2 separate regions of the Acanthopagrus latus genome follow, and region 2 is linked to region 1. Evidence: chromatin contacts called from public Hi-C data. All regions are on one chromosome and are shown on one strand. The core of a region is the stretch at or near the end of the contact, and the rest is flanking DNA. Distances in the headings are between cores, read along the strand shown. Region 1 holds the start of LOC119028787 (thiamine transporter 1-like). Region 2 holds the start of LOC119028804 (mast cell protease 1A-like).

Region 1 (3,811 bases), core at 1,039-3,538:
TCTCTTCCACAGGTCAGGGATGTCCAAGGTTCTCTATCTAATTTGGCATGAAACTGCACACTGAATATACTTTGGTTTAGACTTAGACCACAAACTGGAGCTTAACATGTGCAAATTCAAACCGCACTGTGCAACACACAGCATACAGTGTGATGCTATGTCATCAGCGTGAACAAACAAACACAACGTGAGCTCACAAATGTTCCCCATCTGCCATCTGCTCATGGTTCAGTGTGACCTGCATGCAGCTCGTGTCTGATCCTTCAAATCAAACCACAATCACAGTGAAACTGATGATGTCATCCGGGGTGATTTGGGCTACAGAGTTGCAGACTGGGAGTACGAAGGCTTATCAAAGATGCATTTGAAATGTTTTATGCTAGGAGACTAAAAGTCCGGATATCTTGGTGTTGCATTGATTTTGACCATTTTTAAAGGCACGTTTGTGGCATCTCTCTGGGGACGGCAGTTTGCCAAACCACAATCATTCTTCAAACCTGTTTTTTTGTAGCCTGAATTTGGCCAAAAAATAGGACAGGAGGCCTTGTTTCTGGTGTGAAAATGCTGCTCTGTATACAGCCACTATCTGCCCCAATCATCTCCCTATGCAGAAGTTCTTGGACTGGAAATACCCAGGGAGAAGTAACCTTTTCTACAGCAGTATAAATGTCATACTTTGAGGACATGGTGTCTATGTTACAAGATCTCTTAAAAGGGTAACTCCACCAATCTACTATTGCATTTGAGAAAAAAAAAAAAAAGAAGTATAAAGTTTTTTGTAGCTCCAGAGGAAGCTACACATTATCTGATAAAATGTTTCCAGTGATGTCATTCAGTGGCTAAGTGGCTTTGTGGGTAACGGAGGCGTCAGATACAGATGGTTTTCTGTGAGACATAAAATGGGTTAAATTATTGAATAACTTCAAGCACCTACCCAATTTAGCTTGAATTCCTGCGGCTTGAACATAATGTACAGCCCAGCTGCATTATTGATCCCTGTCTATGAAGCTATAGAGCCGGCCCCTTCTGACCCTGCTAAGCCTCCAATTGATGCTGCAGTGGAAACTGCTCTAATTATTCAGCCTGCGTTTGACCCCCCTCTGCTAATCGGAGTCAGGGGGATTGATAAAGAACATGTTAAATACACAGACTAGCCTGGGTGTTGGACTATTAGCGTTCATTGACTGCGGATGATCAAAGAATCAAAGGCAATGTATACATTTAAAAGACCAGAGCAGTTCTACTCATCCTCTCTTTATATTCGAGTGGATAAAGAGCTCCTCTGGAGTAGATCCATGTCTCTTGGGGCTCAGAGATTATTAACGCTCGGGTCACTGAACGCAACTCAGTTTTTATTTAGTGTTTATTTCAATCTGCAGCACGACTTAGAAAGAACATATGATGCATGTAGCAACCAAGTTAAATCAGTATGTGAAGCAGAGATGGGGACCTGGAGATGAAAAAGAGGATGAAAAAAAGAGAGCTCAAAATAATCAATGCCCCAAAGACTCACTGACTTGAGTCCCTGACTTCATATCCATCCACAGGGAACGGGGCCTCATAACTCCTTCTGCTGTGGTGACAGGAGCTGTGTGAGGCGTCAGGGCTGCACTGTGCCACCCTGTGGCTGAAATGAGAAACAACAATGACTTATTCACAGAGTTTTTCAATAATATGTTTTCGCTTATCAATGATGGAAATAGCGCTTTAAAAATGACTCCTTGAGAGACTGTGTGTCCGATGGGCTATTCAAAAAGTTGACTTTATATTTGATTTCAGTAAGTATTGAGAAGCTAAAAACATCATAGGTTATATGTTGAATCTTTTTTACCCATAACAGTATTACAGTTTATGATAAAACAGAATTAAAAATGTATCTTTTTTTAGAATAATGACTTAAAACATTCAAGAAAACGCAAGTTGTTCTCATCTGCTGGGACAGGAATCAGAGTTAACCATAATATTGAATATATTGCATTTAAATATTAATGACAGAAAAATCTGTGAACATTTCAGAACCCTTGGACTTTGGACCTCTGGAATGTTTCAGCTGTTCTAATGATGTTCCTGTTGCAGTTTCATTTCCTTACTACATTTTGAAGTATTGTAGAAAATTCAGAATTTTCATCAGAGTTTATTTAGTTCATTTATTTGTCCCACATTGTGCCTAAAGTAAACAATCTGACCAATCCGAAAACATCATCTTATTAAGTGTTTGTGTCTCTGGTCTCTGAGGGCTCTGCCATGTTCTCCCCAGTCACCCTACAGTTCTGCACTGACTCACAGAGTGTTCTCCTTCAGGAGCCGCGGCCACTGTTGCTGTGGGACACATATCTCTGGAGTGGTCCATGTGGGGGGAACTGGTCCTGGGGGGTTTCACACTTCTGATTGCCCCGGTTATATTCCTTATGGGTCAGAGTAACAACATCTGGATCAGCCACACATGCTTCACCCTCTTCAAAACATTGTACTTGCTCCTCACGGCCATCTGCACGTAAGAATTCATAACATGTGAGCTCCCACGTATTGATATGAGGACTGCAGCTGAACAACTCATCAATACTGTGTATCTGTGTGAATGCATGAATCCTCTGGGCAGAATCTAAATGTGTTGTGCCACAAATGTACAATCACTACTCATGACATTCCACCAGCCTCAGCAACATGTTGAGTTTAATGCTAATTAGCAATTTTCAAGACATGCATATATTTTGTTGTACACACCAAAACTTCTGAAAGCTCCACAGCTAACCTAGCTAACAAGATAACATCAGCTACAGTCATAAACAGAATAAAATTAGCAGTTAGCTACTCTGGTGATATGCTGTCCTTGTTTGTTGGGAGTAACAGATCAAAAGATGGCCAATTCCTACATACTACACCTTTAAACTAAGACGGTGACTATGGTTAATATTACCTGCAAAACCAAAAAGCATTACCTTACAGAGTCTGGCTGGGTTTTTAAAATGTACCATACTGTGATTCACCTTTATCTAAGTATCCTTTGTCGTATAACCTTAAATGTGAATAGAAGTAATTAGATTCATCTTATAAATCAACACTTTAATTCTACCCAGCATCTGATGTACAGTATTTATGTTACAGTTTTCAGATTTTGAGCAGGAGGTGCTATGCATTGGTATTCGGGGTGAACAAATTTGTTGCCACAGTCCTCCAGAGTGTCCTCACTGCCACTGTTATCAACACCAAGCCTCTGAAGCTCACCATCACCTCACAGGTAAAAAGTAAATAAATAAATAAATAAACTTGCAGGTCCTGCAGCACACACAATCAAACACAGTCAGTAGATGATTTTAGCCTCTTTGCCTGTGTTACATCAGCCTACTCATAGAGGATCAGAAACATTTTAATACTAGCTTTTACAATAAGTTGGAAATTGAGCAATATTAATGCAAATGAGAGTGATGTAAACCGTGCAGAGAAAATGAAATGAAGACATTGAGTAGCACTGATAAAAAAACAACAACAACAACAACAAAATGCTGTTTGAATGGCATTCGATGAACATACAGAGTGAGACAGACCACAAGAGACAACAGGGAATAATTGGATGGAAAGATTCATTCATTTATGAGTTATCACCCACAGTGCAATGTATCCTCTCATTTCTTTTCAGTTTCTCATCTACGCCTCATACTTTGCCGCCATCTCCCTGCTGTTCACGGTAAGAGGTGTGTGTACTGTGCTCCGCATGAAGAGTCCCTGTGGAGGCAACCAGGCAGAGACAGCCAGCGACAGGCCGGAGGGGTCGCGTCCTTGAGGACTCTCTGAGACACTGAAGAGCATGAGG
Region 2 (3,351 bases), core at 769-3,268, 130 kb after region 1:
AGTTCTCTCCTTCCCAGGTTCATTAGAATCAGACCGGCGGTGTAGCAGTCACATCCTTTAAAGGTGATTCAATACAGAATCACAAACCTGCTGCTGTGCTGCTTTTTATGGGTTGAAATCACTCATACAATAACAACGGAACAATACAACTCTGTAACAAGTCTGCACTAAAAAGATCATTCAGTGAATGTAAACAAGCATTACTGATATACAATGTTTAACAAAAGAAAGTGGTTTGTGTCAGAGTTAACTGTTACCATGTTAAAGGTGAGTTTTTTCAATGTGATTCCACTAGGGGGCAGAAAAACTCCACAACAAGTTGACAGCTGCTCAGCTGCAACATGTTATCATTTTAGCTATTATGGCAAATGTGTTGGGAGGCAGTTGCATTCCTACCACAGACAGAGCAGCATTAGCATTCATTTGGATTCCTACCTTTTGCTCTGATGGGTCCAATGTTCATTTTTCTAGATCTGATTTAGTCTGCAGCTTCTCAGAAAAATGTCTGGCCCATTTGTCTGCAGCATGTTGGACTTAAACAGCTGCATGCCACGGGATTTATGAGATTGGCGAGACTGAACTCTGCAGTCAAACCAAACAATAAATGGAAAGTTTTCCACAGTTCTTGAAAAGTTAGCAATTCAAAGATAACATTGTTTTCTAATCCAGCTGTTGCTATTGGTATGAGCTATCTGCTATCCTTTGAGTAGACAACCATACAGGTTGTGGATTAAAAAAAAAAAAAACTCTATATCTATTTATTATAAAAGTTTTCAAGCATTGAAATTCTCAAGTGCCAGTACACACAAGTTTGAGTACAGAACTTAAAGGGATAGTTCATGTTTTTTGAAGTGGGGTCATATAAAGTACACAGAGGTTCTACGGTTGAGAAAATGTAGTGCCAAAAGAAAGGCAGGTCTGACGGCGATGTAAAACAGTGTGAATTTTCTCATACAACATATACTTGAACTGTTGCAGATTTTTAAGATAAGCCTTGTTTTAGGTGGTTTATTTTGCTTTTTCTCTGGACCCCGTTCACTGCAATACAAAGCAGCAAACATCTGGGCTGGAGCAGCTCTCTGCTTCTCCAAACTGAGGCTGTGCTGATCGGTGATTACGGCAGGGAACAGATTGACTATAGATATGTACTTTCTACGACTCCACTTCAAAAAACACAAACTATCTCTTTAAGTATTAGGTCTCCCACCTCTTGACGCATACTGCCTTCAAATGGGACCTCTTCAGTGGAAATTTTATGAAAGCTTCAAGTTTACGAGTTGTGATGCAGTTGCACATTTTCAGAAATGGCTGAGGCCATGGAAGTTTATTTTCCAGTGTATGGTACGTTAACATTCTTGTTTTTCTTTGTAATTATGAAATATCGCTGAGAAAATGTTAATAGTCCCAACGGCCTGATTTGATCATGATGTCTTTGTATTTCCGGCATTACTGTAAGTTACCCACTCAATAGACTGGTTAACTGTAAACTGACACCGTAACCTGGCAGCGGTGGTCTCACGACTTTACCACTGCAACAGTTAGCATATCACATACGTACCCCACTTCACAACCACAAGCTCACAATTTCCACTAGAGGGGAGCAACATTTGAGCGTGGCTACGCTCCAGTCAGTTATGTCACAGCAGGTGTGTCACTGTTCAGAGCAAAGAGAAGACATCTGCATGACATTACTGATTGGCGAATTTACATTACCATACTAATGCTACACCAAACAATAACAAAAGAACAACATGTTATGTAACACCATAAGAGATTTTGTGTGTGTGTGTGTGTGTGTGTGTTTGTGCATGAGACATACTGCAGAGAACACTCACTGAACTGTGTTGTATCTCCTTGAGGGACGACTGGCCCACCAGCACAGTGAACACTTGATCCCAGTGGGTCAGCACAGAGAGGGGGAAACAACAGCGACTGGAATCTAATGTGCAGCTCACTTTATTCAAGTAAACCCACCAAGACTGCACTTTATCAATATATCTTTTTCCTTCACATCATACATAAGAAATTAAAGCATGGGAAACACTCCTCCAGGTGAGCAGGTGTCTATTCATATTGCTTTCATTAATACTAACTTGTGCTCCAAATATGTCACAAGATTTATTAAAGCTAAAATATGGAACATCTCTGAATTAAAATGCAGAGGTGGGGAACTCGAGTCACATGACATGACTCGAGTCGGACTCTAGTCGCAAATTTGAGGACTTGAGACTTACTTGACTAACACTGATGAAAGACTCGACTTGACTTTGACTTGGCATTCATAACTTGAGACTTGACTTAGACTTGACACAGATGACTCGAAAGTCTTGGCTTTTCTTTCCTTCTTTCTTTCTTTTTTGCGCATGTTGAGATGTTTCGTTTTTGATACTCTGCCCTCTGCCCCTGTATGACGCGGTGCATGCAAGCCTGGCAGATGGCGGGCGTGCCAGAGTGGCACTGTGGCAGACAGGATCAGCAGAGGAGAGGCAGCACGGAGGGAGCTCTGAAAATCATCAAATTTGGAATCAAAGATTATTTCATGCCTGGGTGATCTTGGCCTCCGTATTGGTTAAAGTGTGTGTGTGTGTGTGTGTGTGTGTGTGTGTGTGTGTGTGTGTGTGTGTTTCAGATATAGCATCTTCGGTGCGCACAAAGCCTTTATTTTAAATGTAGGCAGGCAAACCAACACGATGCCATACTGACACACATTCGATGCGACGCACTTGTTTTTCGTGCACGTCCGCGACTGATCTGCTTCTCCCTCTGGTGTTGTGTCTGTGTCTCTCTTGCTGTTTCTCACAGAGCTCTGCCCTGTTTGAAAGGGCCGTGTGTAAAGACATTGCGTCCGAAATGTAGAATGTGTTTTATAGAAGAGAAACACACATTTCAGGACAGAACAGACATGTCCTGTGATTTTGTGCCTCCTTTTATGGAGGGAGAGGGGGAACAATACCTGAGAGTAATGTTCTCAGCTGTCAGGATGTGCAGTATGCTGCAGTTTCAGGGTTGATATTAATCTAATCTTATTCTTGTACTAATGGGTTTGAAAAAGATTCTAAAATTGATCAACTATGCAATTACATCATATTATTGACTAACCACTCTCTTCTGTTTACTGTGTCTACAGATATGAAGAATACATTCAAACAAACTTCTCGTGACTTGTTTGACCTTAGCCATGACTCGACTTGACTTGCTTGATTTTCATCGCAGTAATTTGGGGCTTGCTTGAGACTAGAAGGTTAAGACTTGAGACTTGCTTATGACACGTACGTAACTTACTCCCACCTCTGTTAAAATCCCCCAAAACGGCAAAACAACTTTATACTTTGCATATTTTTTTTAAAATCT

What was found. Hi-C and Micro-C count contacts between places; a contact is called where the count stands out from the background.
Region 2: a contact with region 1 is called in a Hi-C map of muscle, with 5 times the contacts expected there. The contact joins the promoter of LOC119028804 here to the promoter of LOC119028787 in region 1. A contact is called at or near these places in 2 of 4 Hi-C or Micro-C datasets (liver and muscle).

What each region holds. Positions count from the first base shown.
Region 1 is chr11:27,293,171-27,296,981 of fAcaLat1.1, forward strand. LOC119028787 (thiamine transporter 1-like) reads left to right here and starts at 2,289. Exons shown (of 4, transcript XM_037115056.1): 1 at 2,289-2,494; 2 at 3,106-3,238; 3 at 3,638-3,811. The coding sequence starts at 2,349. The coding sequence ends at 3,781.
Region 2 is chr11:27,424,141-27,427,491 of fAcaLat1.1, forward strand. LOC119028804 (mast cell protease 1A-like) reads left to right here and starts at 2,019. Exons shown (of 5, transcript XM_037115075.1): 1 at 2,019-2,052. The coding sequence starts at 2,034.